7 separate regions of the Mus musculus genome follow, and all the other regions are linked to region 7. A link is a contact called in public HiCAR-type, HiChIP or PLAC-seq, Micro-C and promoter capture Hi-C data. All regions are on one chromosome and are shown on one strand. Each heading gives the region's core, a stretch centred on a gene start, on an enhancer-like site or on the middle of the called end of the contact. The rest is flanking DNA. Distances are from core to core; before and after follow the strand shown. Region 1 overlaps Lhfp (lipoma HMGIC fusion partner). Region 2 holds the start of 4930577N17Rik (RIKEN cDNA 4930577N17 gene). Region 3 holds the start of Naa15 (N(alpha)-acetyltransferase 15, NatA auxiliary subunit). Region 4 overlaps Lhfp (lipoma HMGIC fusion partner). Region 5 overlaps Lhfp (lipoma HMGIC fusion partner). Region 6 overlaps Lhfp (lipoma HMGIC fusion partner). Region 7 holds the start of Foxo1 (forkhead box O1).

Region 1 (2,700 bases), core at 84-2,583, 990 kb after region 7:
TCCCTTTTAAGGAGAATTATCCTCCGCCTAGGACGTATTACTCCCTGATTGGCTGCAGCCCATCGGCTCAGTTGTCATCACGAGAAAGGTAGAACACATGGCGGGAAAACTGCCCCTGCACGTGTGCAGATTATGTTTACTACTTAGAACACAGCTGTCAGCGCCATCTTATAATGGCAAATGTGAGGGCGGCTCCCAACAGCTAAGAAGCCACTAGTGTTGACCTTGATAGCCAGTTTTGAGTTGCCCATTGACGACAGCTATTTCAGAGGCAAGCTCAGCTATCAGAGTGGAGGAACATTGATCTAGTTTCCCGTGGACCCCTGTGTGTGTGTGTGGGGGGGGTAGAGTGTAAATTGTTACAGGTCAAATACAAACAGATGTTGGTGACTAGTGCCCAGAGCCCGCAAAGGGATCCACGGGACTGTGGTACATGATGCCATCAGCTGCAGCTCCCTACCAGCTAAAGGTTCCTGGAGTTGAAACTCACTGACTCCTCTGCAGGAAACAATTAGAATGATACCTGCCCTCACCCTGGCTCTGTGATAATCGGCCCTTCAGTACCTCCTTCATCATCCTTAATAGATGTAACCTGCACCCACATGCACATCCTCGAGTTAACTACCCAGGCCAGCTATGCTTTCCTGAGAATGTGTCCAGTAATTAATATACTCTGCCTTCTGCATTAGGTCATAAGAGTGTGCATAGGTCAATATCCGTTAATAATGAGCGATGGATTGCCATCCACATTATGCGCCCTGTGTGGAACAGAGAGACTACACATTCTGCTGACTCTTTGGAAGGTTCTAAACCACTGGCTACTCTTAGCTGCCCGTTAATTCTCCCTCCTAGATTTATTTAATATGGCTAACGAATCACTCACAGCGGGCAATGGCTCCCAAGACTCGCAGCCTGTGGTCGTCAGTAAATGTGGTCATGCAGCAGAGATCCTGTCACCCTTGAAAATCGCTCACTCCCCCAGTTGACCAGTACGAAGGAAGGTTACTGTGCCTTGGGATCTGCCCCAAGCTGGAGATTTGATCCTTCTGAATATGTTATCCTGTTAACTATGGCACAGCCTGTGGGAGGCAGAAATGCTTGGGTTGGAAAATTTCCACTTAAAGTTCAGTGCCAAAACAGAACTAGAGTTACTCTTAAAATAAAATCTCAGACTTTTCTGGAGCCTGCCTGCCCGTTCAGCTTCCTTCCTTTCTGTTTTTCTTTGCCCCTGCTTTCTCATTCAGCAGTGATTTACTGAGTGCCTGGGCTAGGGCAAGCACTTCGGGGAGAGGTACGAGAGGGAACAAAGGCATGGCAAGATCACACACACACACACACACACACACACACATACCTTCTTGAAACTTCCGTTCTAAGAGAGATGTTTGCCTTTGTTCTCCACCCACAGCGCTGAGATGAGGCAGGACCTCACACAGCAGGGTCTGTACATGGGACAAGTTAGACACCCGGCTGTAAATGTCTAGTTAGGTTTTCTCTGAGGTTGGTACGTTCAATCCCTGTCAGATCTAAGTGTCTAACACAATATGTAAACAAGAATAAAAGAGAGAAGGAAACTGCCTGCTATTGGAAGATGATGCAATTGGAGAAAAGAAGGGTTAGGTTCAGAATATGCAGCTCACACACAGGCATTTTCCCAGCATGCCCTGGGATCCATTCCCACGCCCACCCCTACCCCCAGAAAGTAAAGGAAAACTGTAAACAGGAGTAACTAGAACTAAGAACAGATAGGACAGTGGCCAGTGGAAGAGACAGAGGGCTTACGTCCAGTGCATACACAAAGAGTAATTCCTATGTCACTACAAAACAAGATGGCCACCCATGGCTACTCATGCCTCTAAGCCCAGCATCATGGAGACTGGAGTAGAAAGGCTAATGAGCTGAGCGAGTCTGGACCAGGTACTCAGACTGTTTCACAAACAAGGGATGCTCTCACCAAAGTTCACAAGCATGGAGACCCACTCCACCAAACCAGATAGGCTATTTGAGATTTTTATTTAGGATTTTTGTTCTATTGCTGGTTTGAACCCTGCCTCCATCCCTGAATAATTATATGAGCTTGAAGGGCAACTGAAGGGTCACCAGTTTCCAGTCTCTTTGTCAACTATACCCCACCTCCCAGTACTGTGAGAAGAATCAACCTAGTGGGCATATGGTAAAGAAATCTAATCTTTTAGGGTTTCAAGTGCACCATTACTACTCTGGTCCTTGAAGACCTGTTTGGACCCTGGTCTTGGTGTTCTCATTTAAATAGACATTGAACTGACAGTGGGTTTCAGCCCCAGTACAATCTGGGAGGCCTTGATTCCCAGTTTAGGTCACACAGTGCAGGGTATTTGACACATTCCACATGTGTCACAGTGCCTACTTCGGTGATGTCCTTCAAACGGGCCCCCTCCTCAGGAGGATTCGTCCTACAGTTTAAATGTTGCCCTGTTATACCTTAATATGCACCCAAGTCTGGGCTAGGGCGTCAAGTGAGAACGGATACCATCATGGCTTCTGTCCTTATGGTTGCTATTCCTTTTTTGCTGCAGTCATGGGTGAACGGGAATAGCCAGTCTTTAGTCCTAGCTGGCACGAGGCACAGAGCCAGGGACCTGTGGGAACGCACACGTCATCCCTCCATCCTTCCTTCTCATGGTAGCATTCTCTGCAAGGACTCCACGTCACTAGTGGGTA
Region 2 (2,700 bases), core at 198-2,697, 990 kb before region 7:
GTTTAGAAGAGGGGTTGTATCCCCTGGAACTGGAGTTACAGGTGGTTGTGAATGTGGGTGCTGAGAACTGAACCCAAGACCTCTGCAAGAGCAACTCTGCAAGAGCAACAAGTGGTCTTAACCGAGGAGCATCTCTCCTGCCCCAAACAGTATCTCTTTAACTATACACACTCGACACTCAAAACACCACTAACCCAACATAAAACTGTACACTAATTCATACTGATCAATGGACTGACTTTAACAAGGACCCAAGTTCCATTATGTTCCTCTCCTTCAGTAAAAGTTCCTATTCAAAAAGGCATTTAAACGCTGCTCAATAAATTGTGATTTCCCTACTTTTGAAATGTGTAAAATATGCCTCAGCCAAAACACACTATTCAGCGTTATTGTTATATAGCACATGCAGTTCTATCAGTCCAGATTTTATTTATATTTAAAGTTCCGTTAAATTTAGAGATAAACATAATTTTTCCTCCAAACCGAACTGCTTTGTCCACCAAACTACCAATTTCAAGATCCCTAAAAACAATAGGTGCAAAAAGACTGTTCTGATCTTTTACAGCACTACCGTTTGGTTACAATTTCTCATCTTCCAATCCGACATCGATGGAGATGTGAAACAGAACCAGAGGAGGGACCGCATGCGCTTATAATTTCGGTAAGCAACAGTGTTCGAGCAGTGCCACATCGACCCGAGGCCCTCGCTGCGCTGTCTGCTAGCAAGTAAAGCTGCTTTTTCTATGTAACTTAAGTCCGTGCCCTTCCGCTGCAGCAGTGGCGCAGCACATCCCCCACCCCCGCGGCCACTTCCGTGTTTACACTCCTCTTCCCTCCAATTCCATGCGTACATTGTCAGCTTCACTCCCGCCCAATCTTCATTGGCCCGGCTCGGGCCCGTGGTCCCGCCCCCAGAAATCAACGTTCTTATTTGGAACAGCTCAGGGCGCAGATTGGAACCTCGGGCCTGTCAATCGCGCGCGTTCTGTCCTCTCCCAGGCGCTTCCGCTATGGTGGGAGGTTTGGGGGAGGGGAAAGGGGGCAATGCCGAGCCGAGACTTCCCCGGGGCCAGGACGCCCTCCCGCCCGCCCCGCTCCCCGCTTTCATCTTACTGTGGACCAAAATAAACGTCCCCCTCCGCTGTCCCGCAGCCCCGGGCCGGCTGCGCGGAATACACCCGGTGTCCTTCCCGTCCACCCTCAGTCACCCGCCCCACGAGGGAAGGAAGGGCAGCAGCCCGGTTCCCCCACGGCCGCCGTTAGCCGCGGCGGGGAGGTGCCGGGTCGGCGGCGTCCCACTCGGCACCGGGAAGTGGCCTCGGGACCGTTACTCGGGCGCCGCTCCGGGAGGGACGAGGCGGGAGGCCGGGCGGGCGCGTTTTGGCGGGTAGCGCCCGGGGGGGCCGCGGCGTCCATGCGGAAGTGGCGGCTATAGGAAGTGAGAGGCGAGGGCGGCGGGCGGCCAGCGCCCCCGGCCGCGGGCAGGGGCGGCCCTCTCGGCCGGACAGCGTGGCAGGCGGCGGGGACAACAGCTCCGCTCACTTCCTGGTTCCCCGGCAACTGGGGCGAAGCGCGCAACTCGCCCGCGCCGACTCCCCAACTTAGCCGCGGCTCCGCGCCCGGCCCCTGCCGCTGCCGCTGCTGCGCCGCCGCCGCCGCCGCTCTCCCCGGAGCGACAGCCCGGATCCGAGGCAGGTTACTCTCCAAGGTGATCACTTCCTGATTTGTCGCCTCCATTACTTCATTCACTCCCCCCTCTCCGCGGCCGCCCGGCTGCCGGAGACGGACACCGGACCCGGGGCGCTGACCGCCCCGGGGGACGCTCCCCGCCCGCCGGGCGCCCCCTCGCCCGCTGCACCGATGCACGGGAGAAAAGTTCCCCTGTGCTTACCGGCCCGGATGAGCAGATCCAGCTGGTTCGTGGGTCCCTCATGCAGAGACGTCGCCATGTTTATCCCGGGGCTGGAACTGCTGCTTCACATTGACTTACACCCTGAGCGGCGGCGACAGGGGAGAAGGCGGAACCCGCGGCCGGAGACACACGCCGTGCGGGCGGCACACACTCACGCACTCGCACACACTCCGACGCCCGGATCCTTGCGCGTCCTCCGACAGGAAGCGGCGGCCGGCCCGCCTCCCGCCGCCGGGCTCAGCAGCCCCACCACCTAACGGCAGGGGCGGCGGCGGCCCCGGCTGGCAACGCGATCCTTCCGCCCCGCGCCCAGACAGGAAGTCAGTCCCGGGCGCCGGCAGCCGGCGGCCGCACGGACACCTGAGGCTGGGGAGCCGCAGGCCGCCCTCGGGGACGCGGGCCTCGCCTCGGCAGGAAGAGGCGCGCTTCACGTTCTGCGGAAGCGAAGTCTGCAAATGTCCCCTCTGGAAAAGAGCCATGAATCAAATTTTTCTTCCTAGAAAAGACCTCATACCTAGTCCCGCAGCTGTACACGGAGGTGGCTTTTTAACTTGGGTTGGCCTTCCCGGCGCTTATGCAACATACAATCAGTTCAGTCGAAAGAACTGCACTTTAAAAAACTTGTACCTAGAAAATATTCTAGAAGCATCACTAAGGAAGTCAGGAGTCTCCAACTACTTCAAAAACTGACTTGGTCCTGTCTTCTCGACAGAAGTCAGAGTACACTAGACAGGTAATTAGTAAACAGAAAAGAGCCGCCCGGCAGCCTCGGGGAGACTGGAGTCGCT
Region 3 (2,700 bases), core at 125-2,624, 850 kb before region 7:
GCCTCTTCAGAGGTGCTGGGACCCAGCCTAGGTTCTCTGCAAGAGTAACAGGTCATTTCCCCTATGAACTCCCTCTCCAGCCCAGAATTCACTTGTTATTTATGTGTGCCAACATGGAGGTTAGAGAACAACTCTTTGGAGCCTTTTCTCTTTTTCCATCTTCATGTGAGTTCAGGGGTCAAATTCAGGCTGTCAGGCTTGCAAAGTAAGTGCCTTAATCCACTGAACCATCTCACCAACTTAATTTTCCTAAATCTTTAGAGAGATTAGTGTTCAAGGATACCCCAGGATTTGCCTGCTCTAAGCTTGCTCCCTTTTTGGTTTTTAAGAGATCGAATTCCAGGATAGCCAGGGAAACACTGGGAAATCCTGTCTCAAAACAAAACAAACAAAAACAGACCTAAAGGAGCTAAACTGCTGCACATCTTTATGACTCAGGATGCACAGATTACTAGAAGGTCCACATGAGATAATCAAGGGTAAAATGGCTCTTGTGACTCAATGGCTTGCCATTTTGTAAAGTTTTATTGTTAACTGTAATGAAACGTCTGGATCCTCTTCTCTCTCAGGCCTGACCTTGCTCAGTGGAGTCTGGCCTCTAAGGATTGAGGATTTCTGTTAACAGGCAGTTCAACAGATACAACCCTAAGCATGAATTAGAAGCCAACTCCAGGAGTCTCGGCCCTCAACTCCACCACATTAAGGTGACTCACACAGCCAGTTCCTCAACCTCGCATTATATGACTTCAGCAATGAAATAAATATACCTCAACCTTCAGAGGCTCCTTTGGCAGTATAAGTATGTCACTTCGGATCTGGCCAACACCTTTCCTGGCTATCTCTAGCAATAGTCAACAAAAATCACTGATACCCTAGCCAGCCGGGGCCCATTTCATAGGTCAAGCTCTTAGAGGCTTTTCAAGATGATTAAGCCCTCTTTTTCGGATCGGTTCACAAATTACCCTTCGCTCCCTTCTGTACACAATACAGGCACTTGGGCCTAGAACCATTATACCTCTTCTTAAAACATCTCCATTTTGGCACTTGATACTCAAGCTATGATGACACCATCTGGGTGAGTCTACCCCACCGAGAGAAAGGCAGGCCGGTCTAGCGAGAAGGGGCAGAAAGTCTGTTTCCAGAGAGGAGGCGGCGGCGGCGGAAGCGTCATTGGCGGCCCTCCCAGGCACACGGCACTGGCAGGACCGGCAGAGCCAACTCTGAAATCCGCGGCTCCGCAGGCCGGCCCGGCCTCCGCGTTCCCGGCAGGCTCCGGTGCATCGAGGGTGGGGAAGAGCGGGTCACCGCGCCTGCGCGTTGGGAGGTGTGACCCGGGTGGGAAAGCCCTCCGAGTCCGCCATTTTGGCTGCCTCTGTCGGTCTTTTCAGTTACCACGTGAACCGCCGACGGAGACCCGGGAGGGGGGAGGTGGCGGCGGCGTTAAGTGAGAAAGGGGGAAAAGGAGGAGAGAGAGAGAGAGAGAGAAAAAAAAGAAAAGAAAAAAAAAAAGAGGCGAAGGGAGTGTCAGGACAGGGCGGGCGCGGCGACCCCGGAGGCCTAGTGGCGGCGGAGTGAAGGCTTCAAGGCTGAAGTGAGCTCGGGAACGGCAGTGGCGGCGGCGGGCGGACAAACGGACTGAGCGAGCCGGGCGGTGGCGGGAGCCGCGGGAGGAGCCGGAACCATGCCGGCCGTGAGCCTCCCGCCCAAGGAGAACGCGCTCTTCAAGCGGATCTTGGTGAGTGTGAGGCGGCGAGCGGGCACCGGGGATGGTTTCGCTGGGAGCCGGGCCTGTCAGCCCCGAGCCCGGGCGGGCGAGCGGGCACCCGGCCACCCCGCGGGGACCCCACCTCGGCTGTGCTGGCTGGCGGGGCGCACTCTCAGCTCTCGTCTCGCCCCGGGAGCGCCCCCACCTCCGTCCGCGCGCCGCGGCCCGCGGGCTTCGAGGCCTCGGTTCCGGACTAGGCCCCGACTCCCCGGCATCCGCACGGCTCGGCTGCCGTTTACCCTCCTAGAGCGAAGGGAGGAGCAGCCTGGCCTTGAGCGGGGCAGCGGGCCGCACGGGCCGGGAGTCGCGGCCCCGCTCCGGACAGGGATTCTGCCGGCTGGTCGGGGTGGCACCCTCGGAAGGAACAGGTGGTGTGGCCGAGGCAGGGACTCATTCATTGCTTGAAAGCACTTCTCCCTCTCCGGCCCCGTCCCTCCCTCTTCCTCCCCATCTGGGATTCACCGGTCCCCGCCCGGCCGGGGGTCACTGTTGGACTCGAAAGAATGGACTCTTGTAGAAGCGGAGGCTACTCTGTCACCTCCATCCAGGCACTTGCATACTTGATCCTGCAGCCCCTCGGCCTCTTTTTTTGGGAGTGGGAAACGCAGCATTTGTTTGTTAGTTGGAGAGCAAAACGGCCCCACCCCGACACCCTTCTCCGGGAGGTGGGACTCATTTCTAGGGGCGGTCCGGTAGGAAGTTTCAGTACAGACTCCCCCTCCACCCCTTACTCTGAAGTTTTAAAAATAGCGGTGCAAAAACTTAGCAGGAGATAATAGAAGTGTCTTCTAAGATGGATCTTGTTGACGCTATCTCAAACTCATCCCCTGTGCTTCAGATGTTTGCGGTTTGCATAAAAATACACGCAGTGATAACTTGCGGGGGTATGGGCTTGAATCTGTTTACATTGTAAACTATGCCCTGCTTTATCGGCT
Region 4 (2,700 bases), core at 121-2,620, 960 kb after region 7:
AATTGACATGGCTGAGTCTAGGTTTCACGGTCTCACAAAGATGGTCCCCGACTTCACAAAGGAACAGATTTTCGACTGCTTTGCTCTTTAAGGAAAGGGTCAGCTCCTTTCTGATCAGGGTACAAATCCAGCATCCAAGGGGACAAGAAAGTGCTTGGGGACTTGGTGATTAGTGAATTAGAATAGTTCTTTCCAAGTCAGACAAGGAGCTATTGGTGACTTACATGTTAACATTTAGAAATGTTTTTCACACTTGAACAAATTCTATCCCAAACATTTCTGTACTCGTTATCCTTTAAAATTTACTCACAAAAATCTCAAAAAAAAAAAAAGGTGTCACCTATTAAGAACTAAGTTTCTTATAATGTTCTTGCATTGATTAATAAATATGCCGGGGACTCAATTTGTACAAAATTTGGCATCCTGCATAATTAATTCTCTTTTTATCTAATGGTAGGAAAACTAGCTTGGGAAATATTTTCCCAATGGGAGGAAGCAGACCAGTGGGGTATTTGTCTGCTCAGCAAAACCTTGCCTCACTGCTTTGTGGACAATGTTTCAGACAAAACATGGTGTACGTCAATGCGCTGTAGACAGGTCACACAGTAGCTAGTGATTTATATAGAGAATCCAGAACTCTCAGCTCAGATTCTCTGATCCTTTTTTTTTTTTTCTTTCTGAAGACCAGGGGATAGGTTGAAAGGATGGGTACTAAGGCAGGAAATGAGTGTCACGCTGTGAGGACTGTCTCTCTTTGTGGCTTAGCTCAGTGTTGGTGGCAGGGTGTGGGGAGGGGGGCATGAACTGTTCTGCCCCAGATGGCGGTTAGAGAAGCAGTCTACCCAATAGGGGTAGAGAAGGGTGAACACTGGCCAGAGAGACAGGATTGATTCAGTGTGTCAGTGTTAAGTCTCCTGTTGCCGTATTTCTCAGCCATGTTACTGTATTAAAGTGTGTGCCTATGTGGGGCTGCTTCTGTGGTGTCTGAGAACTCCCATTCTCACCCATCACACAGCTGTATTTCGGTGCTTCTGGGTTAGCATCTTTGGGTTGTGGTTGATGGTAATGCTCACTGATTGACGAGATCTTACTGTCAGATTAACTTATAGAGTCTCCTGGTGAGAATTTAAATCTCTTTCTGGCTCTTGTAAAAACCATATGCAAAATTAAAGACTCACAGGAAGCAGTTGTCATAGTCTGATTTACATTTGATTTACATTACATAGTTTGATTTACATTAAAATAAAACCACGTTGCTTTTACAGGGAGGTGCAGATTTAGTCTTCCATGTGTCCGCCTTCTAGATCATTCCTGAGCTGTGAGGAACAGGCAGTGCAAGTTCACAGGTCAAGGGCCCTGTAAAATTTCACAACACTACAACATACTATGTTGATTCTTATATTGGCAACAGAAATTCCACTGAACAGTGCAGGGTAACTTACTAACGTTGCTTGCTCTTGAATTTGTTCTCCATGGGATTAAAGGGATTGGTTGGCTTTTTGCAAGTGTGATTGAAAGAAACTCTTTTTAGTTCCTTAGCAAGACTCTGAAGGCTTTTTGTGCTCTTAAAAGGTAAAATTGGAAAGAAACTGAGTTGTTACTATTTTTATTCTTATTTTAAGCAGACTCAATATTGTTCTTGGAATCTGACTTCACATTGCTTAAAGGAATTTAATGTGGTGTTTTTAAGGAGCAGGCGCTATGGCCCTGTCGTGTTCTGCACTTTGATTTGTAAAGGCTTTCTATTTTACCTCCTCTCCACAGGCTTGCTGATTGGTGCTGGCTGTGCCCTCTACCCCTTGGGCTGGGACAGTGAGGAAGTCCGGCAGACTTGTGGCTACATCTCTGGCCAGTTTGACTTGGGTGAGTTCTCGTTATTCTTCCTAGAAAGGGGGCTTATCTGGAAGGAAGACAGTCTGGGGCTGTGTTTGGCAGGCATGCATGCATACATACATATGCATGTATACACATATATACATACTTACATAATACATAGATACATTTTCACTTGTTGATTGAAGAGTCACTGATACCCTACTGTTCGCCAGCACTATGATCTATATTGCAGAGTCTAAGAAAAAGAAATGGCCTTGTTCTCCTGAGCTTTTATATCCTCTGATTAATTTGTTCAAAATCATATATTTATCACTCATTATACACGCTAAAAATATCTCGAGGGAACTCACAGGCAAACAAAGCAATCAAGGAAATTACGACGAGGGTAAAGTTTCTCTCTGGGATGTGGAGCACTTTGTGTAAGGGGAGAGAGAGGCTGGAGGGATGGCTTAGTGGTTAAGAGCACTGGCTGCCCTTCCAGAGGTCCTGAGTTCAATTCCCAGCAACCACATGGTGGCTCACAACCATCTGTAATGGGATCCAATGCCCTCTTCTGATATGCAAATATACACGCAGATAGAGCACTCATATACATAAAATAAATCTTTAAAAAAAATAAAAGAAAGAAAAAGAAAGAAAAGAGAAAGAAAAGTAAAGAAAGGGGGGAAGAGAGCAACAGGGTCTTGAGCACAGAACACGTGGGTACCAGCAGGGGATGGACGCTCCTGGCAGCAGGGCCCTTTTCGACTCTGCTTGTCTGTGTGCTAATGAAGAAGTTCGGGTGTTTCCACTGAAGAATAAAAAAAAAAATACCGACTGAGAACATGGGCCCCGGCCAGATGGCCTAATTCCCCGGAACTTTTG
Region 5 (2,700 bases), core at 40-2,539, 840 kb after region 7:
CGTGGGCTACCCCCAACAGGGAGGAAATGAAGCAAAACCAGGCAGTAAATTCTTAATGCATTGCACATACTATGCCCTGTGTTATTTTTAAACACAAAGCATACCATACGTGTTGGACTATATTTATGTTTACCGAAAGGTAGACAACTATGGGTTGAATAATTAAAGAAAATCTCTTCCAAGCATAAAAATGTTTATAAAGGAAATTATTTGAAAAGTGCAGGCATTGTTCAAAAAAAATTTTTTTTCAGTTTCTGTTTCCATTATATGTGTACTTCTTGGCTAGCCCGGAGCAGGGAAGTAGGCGCCATGCACTAAGCCATTTAAAATCTAAATCAGACTTTAATAAGGGAATGTCATGTTTCATTTAGAAGCCTCTCCTCACCTCCTTTTCTTGTGCTGTCAAGTGAGAGAAAAGCTAGCTTTATAATTACACGGCTGCCTCAGCTTCAGATAATATGTAAGGTCTCACGTTATTTTTCCACCCCCCCCCCACCTTGCTCTGTCTCCTTCCACCCACCCCACCCCCACCCCTGCTTTTATCCTGTGCTCCCTGCTTAAGGGCCTGACGGAATGATGGAAGTCTGTTGATTAAGATGCTGAACAGTTGTGGCCCTTATTAATTTTGGGGCGACAGGTAAAAAACTAAAATGAAAAATCAGATGGAACTCAACTTTGGCAAATGTCTTCTCTTCCCCTCTCATGCCTGGTGCTGCTCTTTAATCCATGTGTGTGTGTGTGTGTGTGTGTGTGTGTGTGTGTGTGTGTATGTGTGTGTGTGGCTGCTGTCTTAAATCATGATGTTTGAGACCAAAGGACCATTGGGGATCTCACCTTTGTTAAGAACTTGATAGGTGCTGAAGAGATGGTGCGGCCGCAAAGAGCACCTGCTTGATTCTGTTACTAAGGAAGTTTGTCCTTCTTTGAGGAAAAGCCTTTCAACATTTGGTGCATTTGGTCATCATGTAGCCTTGGAATGAAACAGGTCACCTGCCTGAAGGCCCCTTGGCTTTTCACAGTTTGTTCCTCTGTGCTAAACTTCTTTCTTTCACCAACTACACCTGAGACACTCCATTCCTCACTCCTTTCAAAACGTTCTGTCTGAATTTGGAGGATTTTTGCCTTAACCCTTACAGATAATAAGCTCTCAGAGAAGAACTTGGCAGATGCCTGACACAGTTCATACCCTGAATTCCATCAAAGTTCTCCTCCCAATTGCATGGGTAGAAGATTGTGCCCCATCAGATGTGGAAATAGCAGCCATTCCTGGGATGGTTCCCTGCTGATGTCATCACAAGATTGGCTCTAAACCATTTGTTTGACTCGGTGTTTCCTGTTACACTGGTTGGTGGACCCCTCCTTTCCCTTCTCACTTTAATTTGCACCAGTGCCCACAGGAAAATGTGAAGGAAGAAAAGGCAAGTCTCAGTTTGATCAAAAACAAAAGATCCCAGAAGGAACGCTGACCACTGAGGAAAATACAAGTTATTCTATTGTAATTGATAACAGCAGCTAAGGATTTTAGTTACCATTAACGTAATGAGTTCATTTCTGTAATTGGGCTAGTTCATTTCTGTTTGTTCAAGAGAGGTCATACATCCATTAGGAAATTGTGTATTTTTCTCTTAGCTTTTTATCTACATAGATGATTAGCAGATGAATATGTGAAGGGATATGATTATTTCCAAGTAAGCCTTAAATACTAAAATTAGCAATGTGATCATTAAAGACTATATCCCTCTATGTGTTGAGGAATTAACCTCCAGGTTCTCAGACTGCAACTGTCCCTGGTCGGTCGGTCTTCAGAGTGGCCTCTAACGTAGTTTGACAGTTGCTCACAGGGTGTGGGGAGATCAGGACCCGAAATGTTACAAAGATCTGTCTGAAAACAAAGGGAGGAGACTCTGTAAGCCACGGAACGTGGCTCAGAAGAAACCAACCCAACCCAAGTGTTTGATTTTCAGGCCCCCGAATTGCAAGAAGGGAAATCTGTTCTTTAAACCATACAGTGCGTGATGGTGGCTACAGATGCTTCTATATGCCACTACCCTGAGGAAAGGCTGACAGAATGAGTTGCAAACCATGAAGCCAGACTGAGATTAGAGAAGACAGATGATTTAAGAGCTCATAGGTTAACACTACAAACTCTTGGTCTATAATGATAAAGATGGGTCTTGGCTAGATTCTGCTCGTCTGAATTTATCCATCCAAAATAAAACCTACCCTTCCTATATAACAGTGCCGAAAGGCAGAGTCACAAAACATGATGATTAAGCTGCACTTTAAAACATTCTCTGCTATAACTAAGTGCATATAATTGAAACACATCCATAGTCCTGGTAGAAAGTGATGTGTCACCGGTCTAGACTCTGGTCTTTAGGTCTTTATTACAACTTTGCTATGCTCACCAAAACTAACCTTTTCCCGAAGTAATGGTAAATTAATAACATCTTGCCGTATCATTTTGTCATCTTTCTTATATTGCTATGGTCTACCATGTATTATTAGTCTCCTGAAGGACATCCCTCCCTCCTTGCCTTCCTCCCTTACTCTCCCTTCCCCCTCCCTTTCGCTGCCCACCCCCCCCTTCCTGCCCCCTTCCCCTTTTTGGTTGTACTGCCATGAGCCTAAGGCTTCATAAATGCCAGGTAAGTACTCCAAGGCTGAGCCCCACAATTACTTTCTGTTTGAAACAGTGTT
Region 6 (2,700 bases), core at 129-2,628, 940 kb after region 7:
GATGACTTGGTCCAGTTTGTCCAGTTTTCAGTTCCTGAGCTGTGTGGCATTTGGTTCGTTTAACACTTTACCTGGAGGTTACGAAAAACTAGTGAAGCTATTTGTAGCTAAAAGTCTGCAGAATGAGAACTTGCTTGCTGTTGGTAAATGCTGCAGCCAGAGTCAGGGTGAACTTCATGCAGTAGTGTGGCCAGAACAAGGGGTCAGTGGAGGGACATGGTCAGGAAGCGTCAAAGCTTCCAGGAATCCCTTCTCAGGCATTGAGAGCTTAGGAGAGTCCTTAACCACGTGGTTGGTATACAGCAGAAGGGAAAGAGGGGTAAATCTGTGGGACCCAATTGTAATATGTGTGTACCCCCAAATATATGCAAATAAATGCAATTGAGCAGTAAAGACAACCAGTTGAGAGCCTCACAGGGGCTGCAAAATTCTACTATGAGCAGCAAGTTAGTCAGACAGCCTGTGCGGCAAGACCACCATATGTGGAAACTCTGGGGTCTGTGTTGACCCAGTGACTCAGGTAAAGGTCACATGGCACTGGTGGCAATAGTGAGAGGCACTTCTAATCTCTGAATTTACCTTTAGACTGAGATCCACAGCTGGTGTCCAGCCTCCCCTAGCAGACAACAACCCCAGTCACTCATTTGCTCCCATAACAATATGAGTAAAGTCACACCAGTTAAGAAAAAGTGTTCTATTTGATCAACTACTTTTATATAAATTAATCTCCATGACATCTTAAGCTTTGCGTATCTCCACTGAGTGTGCTGATTAAATTTTAACTGGGTATCTGATGCTTTTATTCAGAATTAAACAGATACGTACTTATTTTGATGTGAGGACGAATCTGATCCTAATTTAAATGCCTGCCCTTCCCGTGGTACTGCTAAATCCCAGCCTTCTCAATACAAACAGGGTTTGTTTGTTTGTTTTTAATTTAAATGGGCTTATTGAAAAGTATTTTTATCAGTCATTAATTGTAAACTCTAATTTGTTGTATTTATATAAATTACTTCTTTTTATAATAGGGTTTGTTTGAATTGAAGCCACTGAGGAGATTAGGAAATTAAACCCTAAGTGTAATACAGTTTGAAATGTTTAAGGAATTTGGTAACATTTAAAAATGTAGCCAGCTGTTGAACAGAGATCACCAAAAGGGAATTGCTAATCCTTGCTACGTTGCAAAAGAGGATAAGAACAATTTTATAAGTTGGAATGTGAAACTTCATTTGAAAACAACTCTTAAAAAGTTTTCGCTGCGCACAAAACCCCGTATCTCCATTCTTCTCTGGTACAATTCTCCCTCAGATGGAGCTTTGTAAAGGCATCCGACCAGACAGCCCTGGCAGGGAAAGGCCGTCATGCTTTCGAAGGCATAGGGCTGAGCTGGATCAAGTGGAGAAAAGGCATCGTGAATCACTTATTGTAGCTCCATTCACCCAGTGACCACACAGAGTAATAAATCCACGTCAGTTATACCCTTGAGGCTACTTTAATGTCACCCAGTGGCAAAAATCAGATGGACAATTTTTTTTTCCTTTGCTTTAATAGTATGAGCCCAGCCATTAACTCAAATTTCTCCTAAAGAAAGGAAGGGGCTGTTACTGCCCTCCAGCAACTCAGACTGATCTTGCATGTCCTTCATTAGTACCATCTCCACAAGCCTTGGTTCACCCTGGAGGTCCCTAGAAAGTAGTCACTCTTCCTCTGATGTGGCCTGGGAACATTGCCTTAATTTGCTGCACCAGTTTGCGTTAGGAGACAGCTGTGCCTGAGAGCTTCCTTTGGACTGTTTGTGTGTGTGTGTGTGTGTGTGTGTGTGTGTGTGTGTCTTAACATTGGCAGCTATGCTCACCAGCCCTTGCCCTTGGTCTGGGTTTGTGCCTGGAGCTTTCTATCCATGCCAGATGCAAGCATGGTTGATAGGACAAACAGCCCAGAAAATGTTTGCGTGGGAGGGATTTGGGTGGAAGACAGGCAGGGGAAGAGAGTAAATATTTTCAAGTTCCTGAACTTGCCTCTCCAAGCAAGCACTGTGACTCCAACAGGCTGATCATTTAAACAGCATCTCAAATGCTTGATAGAAGCCAAAGATGATGGCTTAAAACGGGAGCTATTTCATTACATGTGTAGGTGAATCTGCTTTGCTGACTCAGGGAAGCAAAAGGCCACGGACTTAGGCAAATACTGCATAAAGGTCAGGAAGATTTACTGAGAGTGAAATTACATTCAGTTACGAATACTGGCTACTCTTGCATGGGACCGGAGTTCCTTCTCCTACCTCCACCACCTCACACCTACATGGCAGCTCACAGCCATCCTTTATTCTAGTTCCAGATGACTCCTTCTTCTGGCTTCTGTGGGTGCAGAGAAACCTAAGTTATCGGGGGTGATTTGTGAAGTCTTTACTGCAAAAATCGCTATGAAATTGGTGCTCCCAGACTTTACTGTACAATGGAATCAGGGCATCTTTTAAATTTTTTACATTTATTCATTCATTCCTCTGTGTGTGTGTGTGTGTGAGAGAGAGAGAGAGACAGAGAGAGAGAGAGAGAGAGAGAGAGAGAGAGAGAGAGAGAACATATAATGTGCCCTTATCCCAATGTACATGTGTAGAAGTCAGAGACAATTTACAAGAGTAAACCTTGTGGGGTTTTTTCGGGGATCAAACTTGAGTGGTCAGGCTTGTTAGTAACCATC
Region 7 (2,700 bases), core at 157-2,656:
TTAACCAAACTGTCCTCGGCACCTCTGGTTCAGGATCGCCACTCAAAACTTTTATCAGTAGGCAGCCGTTTCAGAAAAAGGGATTATGAATAGGGGAATAGGGGCCTGGATTAGCGAGACGTTAGAGACAAAGTGGAAGGAGTAAGAAGGCTGGTTTTCTTTTGGAGTCTCATTTTACATAGAAAAACTCCACGTAAGAAAGAAGAGCGAAGTACAACCGCAACAAGACATTTGGAGCTGCGTTTTTGGACATATTTAAAGCCCTAATATGCATCTTCAATTCTAAAGCATCCTAGCCAATAAAAGAAAATGCCACCCATATTTCTTTTTTTTTAAAAAAGAAAGCAAATCAGAGGATCAAGCGAGGGAACATTTTCTTCTATTCTGTAAGGCAAAAAGAACCACTGTCTTTCTACCTTTGGCTCCGCCGGACGTGTGTTAGATACGCGGGTCTGGGAGCTCACTCTGTGAGTTTAAAGAACTGAGGGGCGGAGCTGTGCCCCAACACTTGGGGCTTATCTCCTTTTGCGACTTCAACACCTCATCGCTTCCATGCTAAATAAAAAAGAAATAAGCAAGCAGTTAAACTTAATTAGGGGTAATAAAGTGACAAAGTTGTCTCTAAGCGCTCCTCTGACTCTTTAGCCACCACACCGGTCCTCAGGAAAAAGTGAGATTCCCGTGGCAGAAAAGCGGTTCCCATAGAAGACGTCGGATCTGAGGCGCTACTGGAGCTAGGTGCTTGTGCAACAGTGTTCTCCCCGCGCCGCACCTCTCTGGGGTTCAGGATGAGTGGAGGCTGGGGGCTGGACCGAGCCGCAGAGGCTCGTCTTGCAGGTGTGCACAGGTAGGGTGGGAAGCGGTTACTCCGGAGCCGCAGAGCGACGGGTCTTCACCGAAGGATCTGCGCGCCTGGGGCGGCCAGGGCAGATGCCAGCTTAAGAAAACATTCCTCCAAAACAAACCCCACCGACTTCCCGAGAGCTGCGCGAAGACGCGTGGGCGGAGCGGGCTTGAGTGGAATCCACGAGGCGCCCCACCGCCCACGTCGCGTCCGGGAGCGCGCAGCGGCCCCGCGCCATCCCGGGAGTCAGGGTCTGGGCTCTGCCTGGAGTACTCGATTGCACTCTGTAGTAAACAAAAGTATGGTAGCCGCCTCCACGCCGGTTTGCCTCCTAGCAATCCGATCGCTGAGACGCCAGAGACTCAGAAACACTTGAGAATTACAGAAAATAATAACGGAGATTGGAAAAAAAAAAAAAAGTGTGTGAGAAAGAAAAATACCCCACCGCCCCCCACCAACCTACTGCCGCCTCCCGAGGGAAGGCAGCGCCCGCCCAGGCCCGCGTTCATTGGCTGCTTCGGCGGAGACTTCGCGCGTCCATTGGCCGCGCAGCCTGTCAGTCAGGGGCGGGGCGGCGCGCGCGCCGCCGCGGGCGGGGAGCCCGCTGCAGATCCCGTAAGACGGGAGTCTGCGGAGTCGCTTCAGTCCCCGCCGCCGCCACATTCAACAGGCAGCAGCGCCGCTGTCGCGCGGCCGCGGAGAGCTAGAGCGGCCCGCAGCGTCCGCCCGTCTGCCTTGGCGTCCGCGGCCCTTGTCAGCGGGAGCGCGGTGCCCGAGCTGCCGGGCTCCGCGGCCTGGTCGGTGCCCCGTCCTAGGCACGAACTCGGAGGCTCCTTAGACACCGGTGACCCAGCGAAGTTAAGTTCTGGGCGCGTCCGTCCGCTGCGCCCCGCCGCGCCTGACTCCGGCGTGCGTCCGCCGTCCGCGGCCCCCCAATCTCGGAGCGACACTCGGGTCGCCCGCTCCGCGCCCCCGGTGGCCGCGTCTCCCGGTACTTCTCTGCTGGTGGGGGAGGGGCGGGGGCACCATGGCCGAAGCGCCCCAGGTGGTGGAGACCGACCCGGACTTCGAGCCGCTGCCCCGGCAGCGCTCCTGTACCTGGCCGCTGCCCAGGCCGGAGTTTAACCAGTCCAACTCGACCACCTCCAGTCCGGCGCCGTCGGGCGGCGCGGCCGCCAACCCCGACGCCGCGGCGAGCCTGGCCTCGGCGTCCGCTGTCAGCACCGACTTTATGAGCAACCTGAGCCTGCTGGAGGAGAGTGAGGACTTCGCGCGGGCGCCAGGCTGCGTGGCCGTGGCGGCGGCGGCTGCGGCCAGCAGGGGCCTGTGCGGGGACTTCCAGGGCCCCGAGGCGGGCTGCGTGCACCCAGCGCCGCCACAGCCCCCACCGACCGGGCCGCTGTCGCAGCCCCCACCCGTGCCTCCCTCCGCTGCCGCCGCCGCGGGGCCACTCGCGGGACAGCCGCGCAAGACCAGCTCGTCGCGCCGCAACGCGTGGGGCAACCTGTCGTACGCCGACCTCATCACCAAGGCCATCGAGAGCTCAGCCGAGAAGAGGCTCACCCTGTCGCAGATCTACGAGTGGATGGTGAAGAGCGTGCCCTACTTCAAGGATAAGGGCGACAGCAACAGCTCGGCGGGCTGGAAGGTGAACGGCCTCTGGGCGGCCCTGGGGGGTGGGGTGGGGATGTGTTGGGGCCGGCGGAGGGTCGGCAGTGTGGGTGTTCGGGGCCCGGAAATGATGGGCGCACGGAGAGAGCGGGGCGAGAAATGGCAGGTGTGGCGGGGGCTTCCCGGAGACCCAGAGCCAAATTTGGACCAGGTGCAGGCGAGGGACTTCTAGAGAGACCCGGGCA

Evidence for each region. Promoter capture Hi-C pulls out the DNA fragments that hold promoters and counts their contacts. A called contact is a pair of places that touch in the nucleus more often than the background predicts. HiCAR-type assays count read pairs that join an accessible place to other places. HiChIP or PLAC-seq counts read pairs in DNA pulled down with a chosen protein or histone mark.
Region 1: an H3K27ac HiChIP or PLAC-seq map of T-cell acute lymphoblastic leukemia shows a contact between it and region 7, with 5 times the contacts expected there. The contact joins the enhancer-like site here to the promoter of Foxo1 in region 7. A contact is called at or near these places in 7 of 39 promoter capture datasets (the 3T3-L1 cell line, the C10 cell line, embryonic stem cells and 4 more), 2 of 15 datasets of contacts at CTCF or cohesin (large pre-B cells and pro-B cells), 18 of 484 Hi-C or Micro-C datasets (B cells, CD4 T cells, the G1E-ER4 cell line and 11 more), 8 of 115 datasets of contacts at active chromatin or transcription factors (T-cell acute lymphoblastic leukemia, embryonic forebrain, embryonic stem cells and 2 more) and 1 of 9 other capture datasets (embryonic stem cells).
Region 2: a promoter capture Hi-C map of liver shows a contact between it and region 7, with 2.4 times the contacts expected there. The contact joins the promoter of 4930577N17Rik here to the promoter of Foxo1 in region 7. A contact is called at or near these places in 1 of 39 promoter capture datasets (liver) and 1 of 115 datasets of contacts at active chromatin or transcription factors (regulatory T cell precursor).
Region 3: a promoter capture Hi-C map of neural stem cells shows a contact between it and region 7. The contact joins the promoter of Naa15 here to the promoter of Foxo1 in region 7. A contact is called at or near these places in 2 of 39 promoter capture datasets (neural stem cells and pre-B cells), 5 of 115 datasets of contacts at active chromatin or transcription factors (embryonic forebrain, embryonic midbrain, extraembryonic endoderm stem cells and 2 more) and 2 of 9 other capture datasets (adipose tissue and liver).
Region 4: a contact with region 7 is called in an H3K27ac HiChIP or PLAC-seq map of large pre-B cells, with 7 times the contacts expected there. The contact joins the enhancer-like site here to the promoter of Foxo1 in region 7. A contact is called at or near these places in 4 of 39 promoter capture datasets (the C10 cell line, embryonic stem cells, hippocampal neurons and 1 more), 2 of 15 datasets of contacts at CTCF or cohesin (large pre-B cells and pro-B cells), 18 of 484 Hi-C or Micro-C datasets (B cells, the G1E-ER4 cell line, the HL-1 cell line and 10 more), 8 of 115 datasets of contacts at active chromatin or transcription factors (T-cell acute lymphoblastic leukemia, embryonic forebrain, embryonic stem cells and 2 more) and 1 of 9 other capture datasets (embryonic stem cells).
Region 5: a Micro-C map of embryonic stem cells shows a contact between it and region 7, with 4 times the contacts expected there. The contact joins the enhancer-like site here to the promoter of Foxo1 in region 7. A contact is called at or near these places in 2 of 39 promoter capture datasets (hippocampal neurons and stem cell-derived epiblast-like cells), 1 of 15 datasets of contacts at CTCF or cohesin (large pre-B cells), 4 of 484 Hi-C or Micro-C datasets (all in embryonic stem cells) and 1 of 115 datasets of contacts at active chromatin or transcription factors (stem cell-derived neural progenitor cells).
Region 6: a contact with region 7 is called in a HiCAR-type map of astrocytes, with 2.4 times the contacts expected there. The contact joins the enhancer-like site here to the promoter of Foxo1 in region 7. A contact is called at or near these places in 6 of 39 promoter capture datasets (the 3T3-L1 cell line, embryonic stem cells, hippocampal neurons and 2 more), 6 of 115 datasets of contacts at active chromatin or transcription factors (astrocytes, embryonic forebrain, embryonic limb bud and 3 more) and 1 of 9 other capture datasets (embryonic stem cells).

The regions. Positions count from the first base shown.
Region 1 is chr3:53,257,703-53,260,402 of GRCm38.p6, forward strand. The region is part of intron 3 of Lhfp (lipoma HMGIC fusion partner); the gene reads left to right. Among named protein-coding and RNA genes, the nearest start is that of Gm40048, 140 kb to the right of the region's middle. Within about 2 kb of position 1,334, at least 31 of the 459 cell types and tissues checked have an H3K27ac peak or open chromatin away from gene starts, as enhancers often do. A contact at or near this core is called in T-cell acute lymphoblastic leukemia, embryonic fibroblasts, muscle stem cells and 1 more, where this site is marked.
Region 2 is chr3:51,275,314-51,278,013 of GRCm38.p6, forward strand. It overlaps 4930577N17Rik (RIKEN cDNA 4930577N17 gene), which reads left to right and starts at 1,448. Exons shown (of 1, transcript NR_073429.1): 1 at 1,448-2,700. The region is part of intron 4 of Elf2 (E74-like factor 2); the gene reads right to left.
Region 3 is chr3:51,414,642-51,417,341 of GRCm38.p6, forward strand. Naa15 (N(alpha)-acetyltransferase 15, NatA auxiliary subunit) reads left to right here and starts at 1,375. Exons shown (of 20, transcript NM_053089.3): 1 at 1,375-1,735. The coding sequence starts at 1,682. It overlaps LOC108168868 (a long non-coding RNA gene), which reads left to right and starts at 1,742. Exons shown (of 2, transcript XR_001783830.2): 1 at 1,742-2,133.
Region 4 is chr3:53,229,966-53,232,665 of GRCm38.p6, forward strand. It overlaps Lhfp (lipoma HMGIC fusion partner), which reads left to right. Exons shown (of 4, transcript NM_175386.3): 3 at 1,765-1,863. Among named protein-coding and RNA genes, the nearest start is that of C130075A20Rik, 140 kb to the left of the region's middle. Within about 2 kb of position 1,371, at least 14 of the 459 cell types and tissues checked have an H3K27ac peak or open chromatin away from gene starts, as enhancers often do. A contact at or near this core is called in T-cell acute lymphoblastic leukemia, where this site is marked.
Region 5 is chr3:53,108,797-53,111,496 of GRCm38.p6, forward strand. The region is part of intron 2 of Lhfp (lipoma HMGIC fusion partner); the gene reads left to right. Among named protein-coding and RNA genes, the nearest start is that of C130075A20Rik, 18 kb to the left of the region's middle. Within about 2 kb of position 1,290, at least 47 of the 459 cell types and tissues checked have an H3K27ac peak or open chromatin away from gene starts, as enhancers often do. A contact at or near this core is called in embryonic stem cells and stem cell-derived epiblast-like cells, where this site is marked.
Region 6 is chr3:53,209,468-53,212,167 of GRCm38.p6, forward strand. All of the region lies in intron 2 of Lhfp (lipoma HMGIC fusion partner), which reads left to right. Among named protein-coding and RNA genes, the nearest start is that of C130075A20Rik, 120 kb to the left of the region's middle. Within about 2 kb of position 1,379, at least 35 of the 459 cell types and tissues checked have an H3K27ac peak or open chromatin away from gene starts, as enhancers often do. A contact at or near this core is called in astrocytes, where this site is marked.
Region 7 is chr3:52,266,931-52,269,630 of GRCm38.p6, forward strand. Foxo1 (forkhead box O1) reads left to right here and starts at 1,407. Exons shown (of 3, transcript NM_019739.3): 1 at 1,407-2,492. The coding sequence starts at 1,872.